Regions from separate parts of the Cricetulus griseus genome. Here region 1 is linked to region 2. Evidence: chromatin contacts called from public Hi-C data. All regions are on one chromosome and are shown on one strand. The core of a region is the stretch at or near the end of the contact, and the rest is flanking DNA. Distances in the headings are between cores, read along the strand shown.

What was found. Hi-C and Micro-C count contacts between places; a contact is called where the count stands out from the background.
Region 1: a Hi-C map of the CHK-Q cell line shows a contact between it and region 2, with 6 times the contacts expected there. The contact joins two enhancer-like sites. A contact is called at or near these places in 6 of 8 Hi-C or Micro-C datasets (the CHK-Q cell line, the CHL-YN cell line, the CHO-K1 cell line and 2 more).

What each region holds. Positions count from the first base shown.
Region 1 is chr2:398,362,447-398,368,932 of CriGri-PICRH-1.0, forward strand. All of the region lies in intron 1 of LOC100774159 (keratin, type II cytoskeletal 78), which reads right to left. Among named protein-coding and RNA genes, the nearest start is that of Krt8, 30 kb to the right of the region's middle. Within about 2 kb of position 4,050, at least 6 of the 6 cell types and tissues checked have open chromatin away from gene starts, as enhancers often do.
Region 2 is chr2:398,153,054-398,158,721 of CriGri-PICRH-1.0, forward strand. It overlaps LOC100752072 (keratin, type II cytoskeletal 72), which reads right to left. Exons shown (of 8, transcript XM_027396038.1): 8 at 5,516-5,668. The coding sequence ends at 5,516. Among named protein-coding and RNA genes, the nearest start is that of Krt74, 9.6 kb to the left of the region's middle. Within about 2 kb of position 1,743, at least 1 of the 6 cell types and tissues checked has open chromatin away from gene starts, as enhancers often do.

The sequences.
Region 1 (6,486 bases), core at 2,800-5,299, 210 kb after region 2:
TAATAACATTAGGAAAATTAAAACAAAACTCTTTCAGTAATTCGATCTCCTGGAAGCAGCCACTACATTAGGGCGTGGCCTTCCAGGCACTCGCTCGCAAATCAAAATATCTGTCAATATCCTTCATTCATCACAGGTTTACTTCATACTTACTACGTGCCAGATATTGTTTGAGCATGGAGAGTACAACAGTAAGCAACTGGGAATCGGCAGTCTGGTGCTTTCTCAGCATGCATCAGACCTTGGCTATAAAGAAAAGAAGAGAAAAAGAGAGAAGAAAAGATGCCCAGCAGTGGTCTTGCATGTTACAATCATGCCTATGACATATGCTTAAGTGTGCGCATATCTGTATATTCATATCTAGAGTGGCATCACATCCCAAGCAGAGGAAGCATCATTTATAATTAATTGCCTGTACGTATTTCTATAGTAAGACCACACAACACACGAAGATTTCCACAGGCTTCCTTATCTGTGTCATATAAATCACTGTCCATGGCTGAGTGTTCTCACACACACAGCTCCTCACACTCGCATACACACACAGGGAAGCCTGTGAATGGAGTCCAGTCCTGATCCTCGACAGTGTCCAGGCTTTTCCAGGACAGACTCATTCCCGGTATTTTTTCCAGGAGGAGCAGTGTTCTCCCACACTCGACTCCCCCTGCAGGTGGCCCAGGTTCCTGCAGCCTGAACTGTGCTGGGAGCCTAAAGAAAGGTTACCAGGAGCAAGGTTTCCCGGAAGCCCATTCTCCCTGCCACCTCGGGGAGGCCTGATGTGGCTGGAATAAATCACCAAATGCAAAGGAACTTCAAAGAACTAGTGAGTCTCGAGCCTTTTCCAGGACTTAAATGTCACAGCTGGTCCCAGGCAATGTCTCAGGAAGCTAAAACCTGGGATCCTAGTAGTGTTTCAAAGAGCTAAGTGAGGCTGAAATTCAGGAATAATGGGTCCCTGTGGGCTAAGGTTGAAGGTCAGCTGCCGATGTCCATGGAGGAGTGACTATGGGGCCTCAGGCAAAAGACTTAGCTTCCCTACCAAGCTCCCCTGTATTTGACCAGGGGAAATAATGCCTATTTCTCACAGCAACACTATGTATAAAAACAAGATGATACCAGCAGAGCCCCCAAAACAAAAGTCATACACCAGCTGTTTGCTTTTGTCATGACTAACTTCAAACCCCTGGCCCTTCTCACCTGCCAGGCCTGCCACCGTTGGATACTGGCCTTCCTGAGACTCCCCCTGCTCTGAGGGAGCTTGTGATAACAGCAGGACACGAGTGTGAGTGTGCAAAGAGATGATGTGTGATCGTGTAGAACTGTGTGTGTGAGCTCACAAAAGCCTAAGTAAAGGGGTAGTCAAACATGGTGATACATGACTGAAATCCCAACACTCAGGAAGCTAAAACAAGAGAACAAACCTGGGCAAACATAGACTGTCTCTAGAAAAAAAAATAGAATATTTGAAGGCATACCTCGCATGTGTGTAACATAGTGTGTTGAAGAGTAGGGGAAAGGGGAGCTTTTGTGAATGAGTGCCATGCGTGTCACGCATGTGTGCTGATGTGTAAGGAGTGTGAGAGGGTGTGCAGGATACAGAGTGTGCGGGGGGCCGGGGTTATGAATGTGTAAGAGCTGGTATCTGGGGCTGGGTGCGGAGGTCCATGCTCCACACACACATCCCAGACGTACAGCCCTTGGTATGGGGGCTTTGTTGCTGACAGCACAGTCCCATGCTGTAGGACAGATAGTCTGTGACTTGACTTTTTTCTCTTCCTAAGCTTTGAGGTTTTCTAAAGAAAAGCCAACTCCACCCTGCCCAGCCTCACTCCGCCCTCTGATCGAAACTGGAAGGAGACCAAAGCCAGACAGCATGGGATGCACCCTTTGGGTAAGACCGTAGGCTGGTGTCCTTTCTCCACCCCTGCTCCTCTGAAGGACTGACTGAGAGCCTCAGCCCCCTCCAGACTGGGAAAGCTTCTCAAACCACCTACTCAGGGAAGCCCACTCCCTGCCACGGGCAACCAGGAGGGATCTTCAGATCCCACGACCATCCCCTTTCAGGGCAGGGCTCCACTCCACCCACATCTCTCCAGAAGCAAAATCAGGAAAGGGCTAAGAGAGTGGCCCTCAAGGAGTAAAGGGCATTCAGAGGATAGGGGCTGGGGCGATGTGGCTTCCTTCATGGCCTTTCTTCCAGGAAGTCTCTTCTTGTGGCTGAAGATCACCATTTAATATGCAACTAGTTTCTGTCAGGTGCTTTACATATGATACCAGTGGCTAGCCTCGTTTTATAGCTGAGAAAACTGAGGCTCAGCCAACCTAAAGGACTTGTCCTAGATCGCACAGCCAAAGGTGGCAGAGCTGGAGTTTGCAGCTGTCTGTAATGCCTCTTTCAAATCCTATGTCTGTCTGCTCTCTGGCTGGCATTGACACCCCTTCTTCTCTCCCCTCTCTGGAGGTGAGGCAAAGCCCAAAGAGAGAGGCATGCTCATACCAGATGGAACATCTGGGGGAGTAGTAGGTGATGTGGTTGTCAAAGGGGCGCATAATGACCTCAGAAAGAAAGGGAGATGAAGGAGAAAGATGAGGAGGCCACAATGAAATCTGTTCACCTCTATGGGAAGGGTGGCATGGAAGCTTATGGAACATAGGGTGCAAATAGGATGCAAATGCAGGTCGTTGCCTCAACTCTCCCAGTTCAAGTCAGGCTGCAATGTCTCTGCTCCCTAGGCCAGAGCCTTTCTCCTCACAGCTACTTCTATCAGGAGTCTAGGGCCCTTAGAGGCCCAAGCACTGGGTAACATCCTGATGTTCATGAATCCAGCTCAAGAATGTACCAGACATTGTTCCTCAGCCTCCCTGTCCCCAGAAACAGAGAGCCATGTCAGGGGAGGGGGAACCTCAGGGCCATTCAGTGACCAAAGGAATGCCAGAGAGAAGGGGGCCTGGGCAGGTATGGCAGGAAGAAATAGCAGGACCCAGTAAATGTTGGGGACAATGCAAACTTCTCCTGAGATTCCCCACCCAGCTGAGTTGTGAGGAAAAAGCAATGTCAAAATCTGCCATGCCTTTCTTCCTCCATGGAGAGAGATCATTTTGAATGCTCCCTGCATCCCCCAAGCCTCTTGAAAGCAAGTCAGTGATGAGTTAGATAGGATAATTCCCATCAACGCACCCCTCCCCATTTCTCCTTTGCCACAAACACACGGGATAAGGTACCAATGACATAAGGGATAGAAGTTGAGATGAGGAAGTCAGTAAGCAGTGGGACTGGGTCCAGGGGACACAGATAGACGGAAATAGGGTGTCCCTTACAGACTAAGAATCGGTCACAGTTCTGCCTTCTTGCAGTGTTTTGGGGGCTCTCTGAGTATTTTTTCACCAGAGACCAGAGCCTCATTCTTAGTCTTTCAGGGTGGCCCCATTGGAAGACGAGGCTCACTGGCTGTATTAGTCCCAAACTCACTTGCCTCTGATTTATAGAGAAAGGGGAGCCAGATGTAAAATCAGAACAATAGCCCCTGCCTGAGTTATGGTGGCAATTAAGGGGAGTATTGATGCATTTAGCCTGCACTGCAAGGGAAGAGTTGGGTACCTCTCTGCACACCCAGGACTAGGAAGAGGGTGCGTGCCTGAGCCCAGACTGGCAGGTGCTAGCCAGGGCGGTCTAGCCATGCCGGTTTGCATGTCATTTGCATGTGTTCTTCTAGTCACCAACATCTGTCACTCCTGTCGCTACAGAATCTCTGGGTCACAAATTCTCTGCCTCTGCCTTTATGCCCTTTGCTGGACTCCTGATAGCTAGAGGACCCCGGAAGAAAGAAAGAATTCAAATTATGGGGACAGAGGGTCGGAGATACGACCCAAAGTCTGAAGAAACTATGGGCTTCCGCCGTCTGTGGAAACCTGGCTTAGGGCGCCCCCTGCAGGACAATCCCAAAATGCAGGGAGATCGAGAAAAGCGAGCCTGGCTCCTCCCCTCTCCCCACTCATAGGCAGCTGGCAGCAGCCCGGCCCGGCCCGTTTGCCTCCCAGAGGCTCTAAGGCTGCCTAGCACCCAGGATCCGCCAGCTCTGAGTCACCCCAGAAATTTGTATTTCTCCCTTCCACCAAGTAACCAAGACCAAGTGAGTCAGCATGGTCGTCCCAAAAAAGCCACGCAAGAGTATTTGGGAGCGTTGGGCTATGAGCACCATCATTAACTATCTATCATGGGTGACAGAGCCCACCATAGGCTCACGTGGCCACCCAGCAGTTTAGAGTAGAAGGAATTGTGGCTCCACCTTTGGAAGAGTTGGGGAACAGAGAGGATAAGATTGTAATGGGGAGAGATCCTCACACAGCAGTACAGAGTGACCAAGTTCTCTCCAGGGAGACCCATACCCCACAGGGGATGAAGCCAAAGAGATGGGACTGAAGCCCAGGCAGGGGAAGAATTCCTCGCAGCAACAGATCTCATGGGGCAAGGGGGTAGGGGACTCGTGTGACCCGGGAGGACACCATCCTCCTTCCCACCCAGAGTCAGTTTCTGCCTGTCCAGTTCAGACAGGAGGGAAATACCAAAGGAAATGCAGCCACAGCAACATTCGACTAGGAGGAGGGGAAAAAATGCCAAAGATGCTCTGAGCCTGCACTTGGCTTGTTGACATACACAGAAGATCTTGCCTTTGCCGTGGGCTCCTCCACCTGCACCTTTGCCTGAGCCCCGGCGTGTGAATGGGGGCACTGGAGAGGGCAGGGCAGAAGGGTGTGTGTGTGAACAAGTGAAGTCATTCTCTCTGGGTGGTTCCTTTTAATTAGTACCCTGAAAAACTCCCAGCCAGCAAAATTGAGTCTTGCCAACTGGGAGCCCCACCCTTCTGGCTCATCCAAGCCCTAGGGGCAAAAAGGGGAACAGAAAATCTGAAGGCAAAAGAGATAGGGGCCTGCTGAGGGCCCAAATATTGAAAGAAGCCTTCTTAGCCCTCCAAAGACTCTTGGTGGGATGGAACAGGATGCTGAGTCTGGGAAAGCTTTTCTGCAAAGTTTGAGAGCTGGAGAGTGGGATGAGCTCCATGTCCCGGGCCTCCAGGAGTCCAGGCCTTGAAAATGACCAGTGTCCAGCCCTGGAGGTTACCCTGCAGATATGACATCAGGGACCAGGCATGAGAAAGGCCTCTGGGCAATGTGTCTTTTTGCCTTTATTCCAGCTATTTAAGCAAAAAGTCCTCTGGTCCCTCATGGCCAACCTCCAGAGTCAGCCAGGGGCTTGGAAGCAGCAGAGTACTCCACAGAATGACAGAACAAGCATTGTCCCCTTCTCCAAGACCCCTAGCCATATAAACCAGGCATACCTTTGTTTGTCACCTCTCCCTCAAACCCTTTTCCAGGTGACTATTACCAAACTTCCTAGAACCTGTCACCTGATATGATCATTCTATATGTGCCTCCATCAAGGACCTGACATTCGTTCCCCATCAAGTGCAGAGGACAAGGCCTGAGTCCTTCTGGATCTCGCCTCCCTCCCTAGACCCTGGCAGGAGTCAGACCACAGAGGGACACAGCTGTGCTCACAAGAAAATGGCAGGGACTGGGAGAGAACAGACACTAACATTCAGGACTTTTCAAGCCACAAGGACAGGAGACCTACTCTTAATTCCAACCCTTCTCCTAAAGAGTCACTGTGACCTCAGACACAGAGCTCTTCCTTGAAAGGCTACACTCTGTGAAGTGGGGGTCCATCTGACAGACCTTGGTGCTCAGCAGGAGGGGATATGAGAGTGATGGTGAAATGCTAAATGGAAGACCAGGCCAACATGGCCTGAGTTCATCAGCAGAGGGGTGTTAATCCAGGCCCAGGCATTGGGCTTCTTCTGAGCTCTCTCTCTCTCTCTCTCTCTCTCTCTCTCTCTCTCTCTCTCTCTCTCTCTGACTCTAAAGTACAATCTTCAGATTCCTGCAGCCCCAAGGCTGGGGACAGGGACCATAAGACAGAGTGGAGTGGGGCTTCCTGGAAACCCTGCAGGACCCAAAGTCCTCTAGGTCCCCTTTCAGCTGAAGAGGGCTGAGCAGCCAAGGCCTCAGAGCCAAACCGGGAAACCAAGAGGACTGGCGGGGAAGAAACACCTCTGAAGACGATGACCCCAAACCTACCCAAAAAGCCATCAGGCCCTGCTAGCAGGGCACAAATTCGGGGGGGCGGGGGGGGGTACACACTGTAGGGCTCAGTTGTTGCAAGAAGGTATGGCCTGATTTTAGGCAACAATGGAGAAAAGATGGGGTGACTGGCCTTGGGGACAGAGGAGGGTGTGTTAGAAAATGAAGGCGTCCTGACCCTGGGGCTGAGTGGGAGCTAGGGCACATCAGGCACCGCCTAGACGCGGAGGCCTCCTGGCCCGCCCAGCTGCCTTGCTGGTTCCCATCACACCCTGGGCAGTAAAACTTGATTTTATGGTCGCTGTGGGGGTTGCTGCTTTCCTGGTTTGGGGGGGGGGGGTAGTTGTG
Region 2 (5,668 bases), core at 493-2,992:
GAATTCATAAACAGCCCAGTCAGGGACTGAAGGGACGGACAGTTCCCTGCTAACTTTGGGAAACCCCCTGTACCTGCACAGCAAGGGACCCAAGCCCCATCCCCACAGAAGGAAACTGGCCATAGAATTAGAGATTGGAGCGGATAGTGCTAGGGGGCGCTAGATGCTGGCCACTGAAACTCGGGGCCACAACATCAGCTCCTCCCACTGTAGCCTGGAAAATTCTACCCACCCTTCCAGGAGAAGGGAAAAGCAGATACCAGGGAACCAAGTCTTCACTTCCATGGTGATGGGGGCGGGGGGGGGGAGGCAAGGAGGCAAGTGGAGTTTTATGGCTGAGTTGTGCCACCCACTACGAGATCAGAAGAAGGATTGTAAAATGGGTCAGGAGGTAGCAGAGCTGAGGGAGAATGACACCCACCAGGGATCAAGAAGACTGGAAGTCAGAAACAGGTCTGGGGCACTCTAGTTTTCTGAAGAATGAAGAGCAGAGGGACAGTGTGGAGTAAGCCAAGGACGGTGCTTGGAGGAGCCAGGAGCCATGGGAAAGAACCTTCTGGGGGCTGGGGAGAATGCAGTGGGACCAGAGTGGAGCAAGGACTGGAATGACAATAGCCTGGTAGGCACTCCTTGCCTGGTAGGCGCACACTTGCCCAGGGCTTGCAAGGCACTCGTTACTGGATTCAGCACTTTGACCATTTGTAACTCATTTCACCCTCTCACCAGTCCTTTCTGTTTTTTCCAGTGTAAACATGAACAAACACACAAAAAGCAGGCAGACTGAGCTGCCCACGTCAGTCATTAGTAGCAAAAGAAACAAAAATGCCAGGAGTCAAATCCACCGATGGCTGGCTGCAGTGTGTCCTTCCACCTGAATGACACATCTGACTTTCATATTGCACTTGGTGCTTCATCTGTAGTTCCAGCTAGAAGGACCTGGGACCCCAGAGTTCTAGATCTAAAATCCCAATGCCTTGTGAGGATGAATGGTGGGAAGCGTGAAGAAGGGTTTGAGCCATGAGTCTCCTAAGGGAGGTCACTGGGTGTGGTGTGGTCACTTCACCAGGCAGGAGGACCCTTAGCCCTATGGTGGTGCTGGAAGTAACTGCCAAATAGGAGTATAAAGACAGACGGACAGCGCAAAATAATTGTCCTTCACTCAGTCATCACACTGCAGGTAGCTGAAGTGATTGAGTTCTGGGGACCTACAGAGTCTTTACAAAGCTCCCCCTCACAGCCTTCTACACCCCTACCAGGAAGCCTTCTGAGATCATCTATGTGCAGCTCTGCCATGCACTAACTATGCCTTGTCGGGACTCCTAAACCCAACTTCTCTGCTTTGAGAGACAGTTTCAAAGGTTGTCCTTGTAGCCAGGGCTGGGGCTTGTGTGGAGGAGGGAGTGTTGCTGAGTGACAGACCACCCACACTCCCAGGACCTCTGACACAGCACCAAGGTTCTCAGGCAACTGCTGATGAAAAGCTGCGTGAAAGAACGGCTAGCTACCAAAGGTGAGGAGGATCGGAAAGAGGGGGCTGCCTCCTTTCTCCTTCTGTGAGAGGAAAGGGAAAGAGGAGGAGGGGAGACAGGAGACAGGGCCCTGGCAGCTCAGAGTTTGGGACCAGTCTAGGCATGCCAGGGAGACTAGCAGCACCTCCTCTAAAGAGGCACTCTGCTGATCCAGGATGATCCCCAAGCTTCGTTGTAGTCTTTTCTCAGGGCTACAGTAGGCGCAGTACCGGGGGTTGATGGCAGAGGGCAGTGTGTGCACAGGTTAGAAATACCAGAAGGGTTTGCACCTCGATGGTTTGCACCTTGATGGGTGGGATGAATGCACTTGAGACAGATCCTAAGTTTCACAGCCTACAGTCGAGCTCCACCAGGTCCTGTTGCTGCCATACTCCTGGGACCTGAACCAACCAATACACATCTTACAAATACACACACACACACACACACACACACACACACACACACACACACACACACGTAAATATAGTCACGTGGACAGAATGTGCTGCTGTGTACCTGGAATCCCAGCATTCTGGGAGCAGAGACAGGAGGTTCATGGCAAATCAAAGGCCAGCTACATAGGGTGTTACAAGCTAGGCAGTGTCACTCAGCAAGACTCTCTCCAAACAAAGTTACCAACCAACCAGATCCTGCGATGACACACTGCATGTCCAGGTCAGCAAGCAGCAATCTATATGACAGGTCCCATAGAGGGATAACAAAGCTGAAAAGTTCCTGTCACTTTATGATGCTCAGCTATCATAGCACAGCGTAGGACCCGAGTGTTCATAGTAAGTATACACACCTACAGCACTGCCAGGTGTAAAAAGCTGTAGCTCACACACTTCCGAGCAGTAGCAATACTTGATAAGACAACAAATGGCTATGTTACTGGTTTCTGCGGGCGCTGCAGAGTGTGTGCCTACTGCTCACCAATTGTAGTACCCTAGAAGCAACTATGCACACCTTATGTAACACATCTCTTTGTGGTGTCAACTGGCCACATAATAAGGGTTGAGCTGCACTGCCCAGGTGGGTGTAAGCACACCCCCATGTTTACACAGTGATGCAATCACCTAGCAACACTTTTCTCTGAAGTGTGTCTTATTACACAATGCACAGCTGTGATCATAATAACAGTGAGGTGTCCTCCATGGCAAGCTCTCTGACAAGTAAGGCTGTGTTGGAACTAGGAGCACAGACTCCAGAACCTCACTGGGCTTCAATGCCCACCTATGTCCCTCCTTGATATGTATTCCTGGTGAGATATTTACCACCCTCCCCCAAATTCCAATACCTCCAGAGCTGGACAGTGTGACAATAGTTTTTTCATTATTAGCAATGACACATACCCATTTTCAGGAGAATTAATCACACTGCCAGGTAGAAAAATGCTCCAGCAGGGCTCAGATGAGTAACTGGCATACAGAAAGCAAAAGGCTAGTTAAGGTTAAGCCTGTTTTACAAGGGCACAATTTTGCACCAGGCCATAACTAGCAATTAAAAGGACCAGACTTCAAAGCCAGAATGCTAGGTCCAGAAGAACCATTAGCCTTTAAGTCTTTACTTTGTCTCTTTCCCAAGGACCACTTTAGAATCTGATGACATCAAAAGGCCCCAGTTTGTATAATAAATTATGTAACCTGTGTATATGTGGATATGTAAGAAACATAAACTTATTAACCTGAGTGTTTTATCACTTGTGTGCCAAGGCATTAAGACATTTGTGTTGTGTTGAGTTCTTTCTCCACAGTTACGAGGACTCCACTCAGTAGCACATTCCTGCAGAAAATGTATCCTGAGTTGAGCCACCAGAACAAGGGGGCACTGAGGGGTTGAGGAGTGGCAATTGTGAACTGCAGGGTAGGTTCAGGGGGTGTCACGGCTATACAGATACCTGTCTAGGCCCTGCTGCTCCCCGGTACTATGAGCAGATCACTCATTCCTCTGGGCTCCAACTTGCTCTCCTGAAGAGTGGGGCTGGAGACTTGTAGGGCCAGCAGCTAGAATGTTACTTCTCTTTTCATGCTATGTGGCTTGATGAGTTCTAATGAAGGGACTGAGCGCTGCAGGCACATGGGAGGGAATAGTGTTTCAGCATGGCTACAAAGGATGAGCAAACTTCTGATAAATGGGACATAGACAATGGCCCCTGGATGTGAAGATCCTGCCCTGCTAAGAGATAGGCTGATGGTCAAGGAAGGGTGGGACATACAGACTTTTCAACAAAGCTCATTCTTGAAAGACAGCTCTGACCGTGAGAACTGTGTTCAAATCAGTTGGCTGACCACCCGAGAAACAAGCATTCTTGCAGAAGAAGCACACATGCCTGTGAAGATTGCCCAAATCACTCACCTTCCTATGCCATGGTGACATGTTACACACTGCCTTGTTAGTTGCTGGGTTTTCCTGTCCCGGGTAGACTGTGAGCCCCACAGCTCTCTGCTTATGCTATTTGTTTTGGTATCCCCCATAAGCATAGGTTTCCTGCGTGTACTAGAAAAGGAAAGTGGGGCCGCTGTGGGGGGCAAGGAGGGGCCACTGTGGCAACCCTAGGCAGAGCAAGGGAGATTTCAGGGTGTTAGAGATACTGAGTGGCAAGCCTCACTAAAGTGCCAACCTCTGATGGTCCTGTGTCTCCACAGGGGAGGGGGGGGCTAATGTCAAACATCTCATATGTGACAACATGGGAGAGGTCGAGCCAGCCCTGCAGCCACATCAGTGATAAATTTCAGCTACTTAGCAGGCTCAGCTATCACCTGTTGCCTACCTGGCTGGAACCAGATGACAAAGAGCATGTGTGGTTGATGGCCTGGAGCAGAGCAAGAGTCAGACCCTCCAAAAAGTTAGGCCAATGTAAAGGTTGACATTTGGACAACACAAAGGGACATGTTTGGACATGTTTGTCCCCACCTAATTCAGGCTGAATTTAGATTCCACAGTGGGATCTTTGGAATTTGACTGAGTCATAGAAACACTGCCCCATGTTGGATTAATGGCTTTCCCTGGAGACTAGATTAGGACTCTCCAGAACAGGTTGTTAGTGGGCCCGACATCTTCCCTTGCTCACCCTTGAACACGGGCTCCCTCCACACATTCCCACTTCCCCTGTCTGCATCTTCACAATGCTGTGACCCAGCACAAGACTATCACCAGAAGATGGGAGAGAGGCTGATGCCATGCTCTCAGACCTCCAGAACTGTGATCCAAAATAAGGCCTGTTCTTTATAAATTACCTGTTGGAATACTTGACAGAAAGACCTTTGGGGTGTTATTTTGACTTATGGGTTGAGAGGGTTGCAGTCCACCAGACTTGCTCATGGCAGTGGAGCATATTGCAGACTCCTCAAATCATGTCTGAAGGAGAAGAGAGTAGGCTGGTGCCTAGGGTGGGTATAACCTTCAAGACCTACTCCTAGTGACCTACCTTCACCAACCAGGCACCATCTCCTAAAGGCTCTACAGACCTCAAAACAACGCCACAAGCTGGGGGCTAAGTTGTTCACAGCATGAGCTTATGGGGTGACATTCCCAGTTCAAACCATCATACCCAATCTCAAGTATTTCATTATAGCAACATAAAATAGACTAGGATGATGTCATCAGTCAATCATTTATTGCAGGAGAAGCAGAGAACTAGACAGAATCCCCATCAGAGGACAAAGAGGGACGATCCCTTGATGGTGAAGGCTGAAGAAGACACAGAACAAAGAGACTTGCAGTTGGCTGCAGGGAAACATCTTGGGTCTGTGCTTCATCTCTGCATGTGAGTCAGCCACCCAGTGAAAAGTGAGTGGGAGAGAGGTCACTGAGAGAGCCCATGGCTGGCCTTCCTGCACCAGACGGTTCCCTGCACTGAGGAAAACAGGGCTGGGAGAACAGGTTGGGACTTCAGTGATAGAGAAAACATTTCCCGACTTGGAAAGGGACCCAAGGAAAAAGAACAGGCAGAGAAGGAGGCCCACAGCCTTCTGCTCAGAGCACCACCACCACCTGTCTGTCTGTCAACGGGAGGACTTTTTGGTGGAACAGCTGCTGCCTGAGGTTTTGGCCGGGGAATCCTTGAGCTCACTGCCACAGCTGCCTTTGGTCTTGACCTCCAGGGCCAGAGGTCTGTAGTTGTAACTGCTCGAGGAACCAAAGTCCACATTGAAGCC